Linked DNA regions of Mus musculus: regions 1 and 3 are each linked to region 2. The links are chromatin contacts, called in public HiCAR-type and promoter capture Hi-C maps. All regions are on one chromosome and are shown on one strand. Each heading gives the region's core, a stretch centred on a gene start, on an enhancer-like site or on the middle of the called end of the contact. The rest is flanking DNA. Distances are from core to core; before and after follow the strand shown. Region 1 holds the start of Pcna (proliferating cell nuclear antigen). Region 2 holds the start of Tmx4 (thioredoxin-related transmembrane protein 4). Region 3 holds the start of Jag1 (jagged 1).

Evidence for each region. Promoter capture Hi-C pulls out the DNA fragments that hold promoters and counts their contacts. HiCAR-type assays count read pairs that join an accessible place to other places.
Region 1: a HiCAR-type map of astrocytes shows a contact between it and region 2, with 6 times the contacts expected there. The contact joins the promoter of Pcna here to the promoter of Tmx4 in region 2. A contact is called at or near these places in 2 of 39 promoter capture datasets (liver and pre-B cells) and 1 of 115 datasets of contacts at active chromatin or transcription factors (astrocytes).
Region 3: a promoter capture Hi-C map of neutrophils shows a contact between it and region 2, with 4 times the contacts expected there. The contact joins the promoter of Jag1 here to the promoter of Tmx4 in region 2. A contact is called at or near these places in 2 of 39 promoter capture datasets (liver and neutrophils), 1 of 484 Hi-C or Micro-C datasets (embryonic stem cells) and 1 of 9 other capture datasets (adipose tissue).

The regions. Positions count from the first base shown.
Region 1 is chr2:132,251,929-132,254,732 of GRCm38.p6, forward strand. Pcna (proliferating cell nuclear antigen) reads right to left here and starts at 1,252. Exons shown (of 6, transcript NM_011045.2): 1 at 888-1,252; 2 at 1-72. The coding sequence starts at 1,108. It also overlaps a transcript of Cds2 not described here.
Region 2 is chr2:134,642,640-134,645,472 of GRCm38.p6, forward strand. It overlaps Tmx4 (thioredoxin-related transmembrane protein 4), which reads right to left and starts at 1,482. Exons shown (of 8, transcript NM_029148.1): 1 at 1,203-1,482. The coding sequence starts at 1,366.
Region 3 is chr2:137,115,270-137,117,993 of GRCm38.p6, forward strand. Jag1 (jagged 1) reads right to left here and starts at 1,251. Exons shown (of 26, transcript NM_013822.5): 1 at 908-1,251; 2 at 135-440. The coding sequence starts at 988.

The DNA.
Region 1 (2,804 bases), core at 2-2,501, 2.4 Mb before region 2:
GTGTCTGCATTATCTTCAGCCCTTAATGTAATGATGTCTTCATTACCAGCACATTTTAGAATTTTGGACATGCTAGGGGGGAAAAAAAAAAAGACAGGCTTTATCAACATGTAATCCACATCTATATTTTAAAAAGCAATTACAAGTTGTACCATTTCACACTCACGGTTGGAGAACTGTTAAAGGGGCTAAGGGTACCCCAAACTCTCTCAGGGGTGAAGCAAATTACCGGGTATATGTGATTCTTAAAACCGACTTAGTAAAATGCACTAAAAGCCAACATTCGAGAAAGCATCTTTTTGAGCGGGGTGTCCTTGGTTTCTAGTGTACTGGAGAATGTGCCCCATCACGTCTGGCCTTTTCGTAAATCTTTCAAAATGTATACAAGTGGCACTAATCCATGTATCTGTACTAAAATAAGTCACACACTGTCCTTGAACACGTATACAGGAGGCACTAACCTAGGTAGCTGTAGCAAAGTTAAAAGCTAAAACTGACAGATTTCCCCTCAAATCCATGATGCGCAGTGAGACTCTGGAAGTCAAGAAAAGGTCTATTGTCACTCTAAGTCGACATTACATTTGCACTAAGACTCGTTTATTAGGCGCTAAGACCAGCCACTCAAAGCTGCAGGCATTTAATGAGCACAGCTCCGGAGCACTCATTTTCCCGCGGACTCCCGCTTTGTGGCTTTGGCGCGGAAACAGAGTGGGCGCCACTGCCAGCGCGGGCTTTTCGGAACCGCGCGCTTTGGTGAGGGCTGCCCCCGACACCATAGACCAATCAGAAAGCGCGGATGGCCAAGCCAGCCAATGAGCGTGCAGAGTCACAGCCCCGCCAAGAGCGGAAGCGGGAAGAGTGGGGCCCCGCTCCCGCCACCCGCTCACCTGGTGAGGTTCACGCCCATGGCTAGGTTGCGGTCGCAGCGGTATGTGTCGAAGCCTTCGGAGCGCAGAGTAAGCTGTACCAAGGAGACGTGAGACGAGTCCATGCTCTGCAGGTTCACGCCGCCCGAGCTGACGTCCCAGCAGGCCTCATTGATGAGGTCTTTGAGAGCCTCCAGCACCTTCTTCAGGATGGAGCCCTGGATCAGGCGTGCCTCAAACATGGTGGCGGAGTTGTGGCGACTAGATGAGAGCTACTCTAAGAGGAACGAGGTCTGGCTGCCAAGGTCCCCCGATTCACGATGCAGAAGCGGCAGCGAAGGCCTACAGCGACAACTACCAACCCTCTGCGCCCGCAACCGTCTAATGCCGCGGCTTCCTAGGCGCGCGCCTTTTCCCTGCGCGAGGTCATGACGCCACAGCGCTGATCCACCCACCTCTCCTCAAGGACCAATCGTACCCGTGGTTTGAGCAAGGCCCGCCCCACCGCGTATGCAAAGGCGGGGCTGCGGGGTAGGAGCCTGGGAGGCGAGGGGCATCACGGGGTTCGCGTAGGCTGTCGTCACCGCCCAAGTTTGTGGGAGTTTAGGCTGCAGTTTCCATCCTTAGGAAGTTTCCGCGCCACGGAAGTGGAAGTCACAGGCAAATCGAGCTGTGCGCGGCGGCCTGCCTTGAAGCTGGAGAGTATTTTAAACACTACGGAGCGTTTTCCCTAACGTAAGAAATACGCTGCAAAATATCGAGTAATAAAGAGGCCACCATATTTTAACACCCCTACCCCCCCCCCCATTTCATATCACTTTTCTGTGTGCGTCGCTCTGAACTTTTCTCTCTAAAGACTAAAAAAATACCTCTTAACGTGAACGCTTCTCCAAAGAAGATACCAAGTCCATATGTATCACGTAATTATTTTCCTTTTATGTCTGGTTCTCTACATTTTTCTAAAGGTAGATATTACTAGTATTTTCATCTTAATTTTAGGCTGAAGATGAACCCGAGCCTGAGCCCCATCCTGAAAATGTTAGCTGTTGCAGGTGGAGCGTCTTTCATATGTCCCTGGGCTGCAGCATTTTGTTCTACTAAAGTTTTTTTGTTTTTTTGTTTTTCCTATTGATTATGAGGATGGGGAAGAACTGACTGCAGGTAGATTAACATCATTTACAAAAGGATATAGAGTTTTTCAATTTCTCATGTTTTTTTCTTTTGGTTTTGGTGGTAGGTAAAATATATTTGATAATGAAAGTGTAATACTTTAATGTGAAACTTGATAGTTTCCATTTGGAATGCCTCTTCTAACTGTATAGAAGTTGGTTGAGTTGTGAAGAAAGCTTTTGGTGTGTGATGTTTTATTTATGTGTGTAAGGGTTTTTTGTTTGTTTGCTTTTCACTAATAAGGTATATACAATTTCAGAAAGTTAAAAGGACCGTTTTAGCTGGTGAGAGTGATTAGTGATTATAATTCCAGCACATGGGAAGGCTGAGGTCGGAGGGCCTAGATTTAAACTCACCTTGGACTATCTACCAAGACTGACCAAAGGGGAAAAAGTTTACATAGGAGCATATTAATTCCATTTCATGTTCATTTATTCTTTCCTTATTCACTGCATTTCCCTTTAGTTTGTCTTGTTTGATTTTTCTTTTCCTGGCTTGGGGATTTAGCCAGAAAACTGTATAACTTATTGAGCTATAGCCTCAGCCTGTTAAGAGTCTCCATAATTTTTTGAGGCTTGCATCAAACTCACTCTGTTATCCATGCTGGCCTTGAACTCACAATTTGATGCCACAGTCTGGCATCAAGCTTAACTCTTTAGTTTCATTTAATATCTTGGTTTGTAGGATTTCTCAGCTTTTTTTTTCTTTTATTCTTTTCACCATATATCTAGGTATGCTGAGACACAAATGTATTAATCACTCTCACAG
Region 2 (2,833 bases), core at 232-2,731:
GTCTACACAGCCAGATCCAATCTAGCCAGAAATACATAGTGATACCCTATCAAATAAAAGAAAAAGACATTTCTCTCAAATAAGATAGGCCCTCATTTCCATCCAAATAGGTTATTCATATCCATAGCCTTATAGTTTTACTGATCTGATGATTTAACTGGAGTACTGCATTTTGAGGTCTAGATAGCGCCTTAGTTTGAGGGGATAAGTACCCATTATGTTCTTTAATTTACATATTTTTTACCCTGATTTCAGGCATCTACTTACAATCTGAACTGAAGAATTCCAAATGTGCCCTTGGATAAGTTTTTTAAAAAAATACAATTTTGAGAATATCTATATCCTCAACATAAAATTAATTACCAAATGGTAGTGATAAATCTGTATTGCCTGAGACCACCAGCTATGGTAAAGTGGTCTCATAAATTATGTTCCCAGACATTTTTTCATTTTCCCTGGATGCCCATGAGTCTATGAGCCTTTTCAGATGACTGCCCCCTTCCCTGGTATTAATTTTATATTACAATCAACATAAATCCCTTCCCTTTGTCCTGACAGCTTCACATAACCTTCGTGCATGGCACTACGCACCACTTACAGACTTCTGTTCTTCAAAGGGGGCTACTTGTTATTGCCCTTTATGCCTTTGGCGCAGTCCAATTATGATACTGGCTCAAAAGTCCTACCTCTAAAAATTATGGCGTCGGAATTTAATTTCTTTTTTAATTTAGCCACCCGTGTTTATGCTTTTGCCCCACAAGGACATCTCAAGGTCTTCCAAAGGAAAAGTGGTATTTCACACAAACTGGTCTTCCTTCCCTGTTGCAATGGTGTATTTCAACACACCTTACCTAGCTGTATGCATGCCTGAATAGCTGCTCCTTTTCTAATATGGCTATACCTCTGAGGACTTATGGTTTTCTTCCCCCTTTCCGACTCCTCCCCCTGGTGAACTGCCTCCTCCATTTCTAAAACACTTCTGGCCTAATGCAATGGTGAAAGCGGCTAAGGATGCAGGCTTTGCTTCTTCATCCGCAGCCTGACAGCGCAGGGCAGGCAATGTGCGCATGCTCATTGCGAAGGCCGCAGCCCGCCGCCGCAGGTGCTGGCAGGCAGGGACGTCGCGGCCCGGGTCTAGCCCGGGTTAGGACAACGGGCACCGCGAGGACGAAGCGACGTGCGGGGTGGGTGGGGACACTCACAATTTCAGCATCCACTCGCCCTCCATCACCAGCGTCCAGTTGGAGGCGGTCATGGGCTGCACACGGCTCTCCTCGGCCGGCAGCGCGGCCTGCTCGAGACCCTCGGCCGCTGCCGCTGCGAGCCAGGCGGCCAGGAGTACCGGGACGCAGAAGCCGCCTGTCATGGTGGCGCCTGTGAGGTAGCTCAGCTCTCTGAGGGCGGGGAGCAGTGGCTGGGCTTCTCACCCCAAGCAACCGCCTTCACAGAGGTCTGAGGAGAGGCCAACCCGCCTCTGCGCCGTGCTCCGAGCCACGCCTGCCGCGCCTCCCTCAGCCTCTTATCTGCCCGCCCGGCAAGGCCACGCCCAGCCACCCTGACCACGCCCCCAACGCACTGTGGGAAGGCGGTTGCCAAAGCAACCGTCTGCAGTTTCCCAAGGCAACGGCCTGCTCTTCCTGCTGACTGTCTGGCTGAAAATATACAAATGACCCAATGCTGTTTTACCGACTGCTTGCTGTTTCTCTAAAGGGAAACGTGGCCATTGGCTAAATAAACCCATCCCCCATTTCATGTTAACAAAAATATCCAAGAATTGTGGAGTGGACCATGGCGACTGAAGGGAAGGACAATTAAAAAGCTCTCTGCATGCACACACTACTGGAGCAGCCTTGCCCAAACAGATAAAACTAGATTAATTATAAATCTAGATAATGCAGCCTTTTAAAAAATAATTTTTAAAAATATTTTATAGACTTTTAAAACACATGTATTAACAAAATGAATCTGTTCCTATTGCTACTTGCAGTGAAATGGACACCATTTTTCTTCCAGCTACAACTTTGTCAGAGTCATACATGATTTCTGTGGATTTACAGATACACATTAGACGAATCTGTACCCTGGAACTACCACACCTTGGTGTAACACAACTGGAGGGCCCATGAGCTTATTTAGGTGTCTAAATTGTAAAATTCAGTGGTGCAGCTAATATACCTACAAATGTGATTTCTGTTCCTAGCATAAAACACAGCTATGCAATTCAGAGTACTTGAGAGTACTTAACGTCAGCCTCTAGTCCGTAATATAGAAAAGATCAAGTTTGCATGCAGAGGTGTTGTCTTGTTGTCTGGATAAAATGTTATAGTGTGCACATTGAGCCTACAATGCTGGTAGAAAGTATTTTACTGTGCTTATAAAATATTCATAAACAGAAAGTCTATCATTTTCATTGTAGCATTTTTAGCACAGAGACAGAGACAGAAACAGAGAAAGGGGTGAATAAATGGAATGCTTATGCTTAGAATTAACTGGCTTTAGAGCATGGGGGTGGGGCTGAAGGTACAAAGAGCAAGAGTGATGCAAGTTTAGTCAGTGTTGAAGCTAATCGCATCTTTTTCATGTATACATTAGTTGGAAATGAGAAATCAAAGAAGCTCAAGAGGCACAGAAGAAAACATTAGTAATGCATTTCTCATGTCTAGCAGAGATTGTTTCCAGAACAATCCCATCTCCTGCATTTCGGATGAAAGAGGAGGATGCTCAGAGGATTACGCAAGGATTGTAGGAGGGGCTTTCCTTCTAGGAAGCACAGAGTAGGATAGGGGCATAGCTGCCTGCCCCTGCTATGGCATCTGGGTCGCTGTGCTTCCTA
Region 3 (2,724 bases), core at 1-2,500, 2.5 Mb after region 2:
TAGTCTGGACTCTCAAACTTGCCACCCCCAAAGCCTCTCAACTTAGTGCCAAGTTTCAAGTGGCATTAAATCCTTCTCAAGGCAATATAGGGCTCGGCCCCGCGTTCGACTCTGTCGGTGTGTCGCTCACTCACCGGCCAGGCGAAACTGAAAGGCAGTACGATGCGATTACGGTCGTTGCCACGGCTGGCCTTGAGATTGAAGGTGTTACCCCCGATGACAGGCGTAGACCCTGAGCCGAAGCTGCAGGGTCCCCCGGCAGTGACGCGGGACTGATACTCCTTGAGGCACACTTTGAAGTACGTATCACACTCGTCGCGGGTGCACTTGCGGTCGCCAGGGTTCCGGACTCCACCACAACAGTTCCCATTCTGTAGCTCTCCATTCACGTTCTGCATGGACAGGATCTCCAGCTCAAACTGACCCGAGGCCCCGCACACCTGCCAGCGAGGAAGGAAGGTCAACGCATGAGAAAGTTTTCTCTGAAGGTGGAGGTGGAGACTCCTTGACACCCCCCACCCCCAATACACACACCCCAGGCTGCCAAAGATCCTCGGTGGCAAGTGAAAATAATTTTGCAAAAACTAGGTTTAGGGCTCAACCTGGTTTGGGGGCATAAAAAACACAAGTGCGGGAAAACTAAGACAAGTGCCCCGAAGGACCGTGAGAACGTAATGATCGCATTTTGCCCAGCCTGGAGGAGTTTATCTTTCGAGGCCAGGGGCTCCCCTCTGGGGAACCAGCGTTCCCTCACCGGGTGCTGCCTCTCGGGTGAAAAGTCAGGGTCAGGGAGCCTTGTACTCAAGGGCTCCGGAACTTGCACTGGGAGCCACAGCCGCTCCCGTCCAGAACGCCACGAGGGAAGGGAGAGGACCGCGGGGAGCAAGAGCGGGAGAGAGACTCCTACCTTGGCTCGCAGGGCACAGAGCAGGGCGAGCAGAAGACTCAGGGGGCGCCCGGGCCGGCCGCGCGTCCGTGGGGACCGCATCGCTGCGCCGCGCGCCACGGGCACTCCGGACGCCGCCGCCGCTGCTAGCGCTGGTGCTCCCGCCGAGGCTGCCGTCGTCGCTGCCCCCGCGGCCGCCGCGTCCCGGCTCTAATATACTCCGTGGATTGGAGCATGCACGACTGGAAAACAACACTACTTTTCAAAAGCCCTTTCAAGAGCCGCGCGTTCCAGAAGGCAAAGAGCCCGGCCTCCTTTTATTATTCTGATCGCTTCTTTGAGGCGCTCCCCCCTCTTCCACCTCTCGGCTTTCTTTCCTTCTCTCGCGCTCCCCTTCTTTTATTATTATGATTATGCGCAGCCTTTTATTCCCTTTCAGATCAGCTGCATGAAACGCGGGGAGGGAGGGGAGGAAAAAAAAAAAAAAAACCTGAGCCTAGCTCGCCGGCCGGCTGCAGGTAACACAATGACGCGTGCCCGCCTGGCTCTCGAAGGGACCCGGAGCGCCGGTCTGGGAGCCGGGACTCCGGCTGGCCACCTCTTCTCAACACGCGGAACAAGGCGCATGCGCGATTGTTAATATTCATAAGGGGCGTGCCATCTATTGGGCACGCCCCTTTCCTCCGGGTTGTTGGGGAGGGGAGAAATTGAGAAGGGGTTGGAAGTTGCGGGACGGACCGGGTGGCATGGCCGCCCGAGGGGCCCCCACACGCAGATCAGTGTCCCGGGGAGCCCGGGCCAGGAGAAAGGAACCTGGAAGGACCGTGGAGGAGCCCATGGCTCTGAGAAGCCCAGAGCGCCTCCGCTGGACCGCCCCCTCGGTGCACGGCCTGGGCTCCCTTGCAAGCCCCAGGTGTAGGCGCCGCGGTACGGCCGGAGCAGTTGGGGCGGGCGGCTTCCGCCTTCGGAGCCGCCTGCGTCAGCTGCGGCTTTTGCCCCGGGGAGGAGGGCCTGCCCGCCGGGAACCCGGGCCGCTCCCAGCAAGCGAGCCCAGAGCCCTGTGCTGGCGGCGGCGAGACTGGCGCGCTCGCCGCCGTCTCCTCGCCCCGCAGAGGCGACCTGGGCAGACTCTGCTGGGAACTTTGAAAAACTTTCCCGGAGTCAGACTTGCCGCAAACTCGAGGGAAAGCCTCGGCCGCGCGCCATCCCTTCCCAAATCCATGTCCGTGGAGCCTCGGAGGGGCTCCCAGCGTCCTTTCCAGACCGCGCCGGGGCAGAGGCGTGGGGGAAGCAGGGGGAGTGGCCGGCGGGCACCCGGGGGCTCAGCCCGGACTTCGGGAAGGGCTTTCTGAGACGCCGAGGGCTCCGCCAGCCTCCAGCCCGGGCGCAGTGGCGGGACTGCACCTGTAGGCGGCCTCCGCGCTGCTCTCTGGGTGGCGAGACGCGGCCTGAAAAGAACCTAACCGCTGTCGTGGTCCACAGAACTTGGCTTCTCCTGGGTGGTGGTGGAAACCGATGCCATTTTCCACCTTGAGGCAGGCCTCGCAATTAGCAGCGACACTCCTGGTCATAATCAAGGTCAAAGGGAACCCAAAGGCTGGCTGAAGTCTCTGCCAGCTCCACTCCAGGCGGGTTTAAACGGAGCTCTTTAGGAAAACAGATTTCCATTAAAGGACGAAAAGGGTTTCTTAACTTGCGTTGAGCCTGTCCTGAAGAAAAGCTCTGATTTTTCCGAGATTGCTTTAGCGCCTCAACCCTTCTAGACATCAGGGCATGATGGGTAAAGGGAAAAACAGTTTCCAACATGCTGAACACGACAACATAACAACACAGGTTAT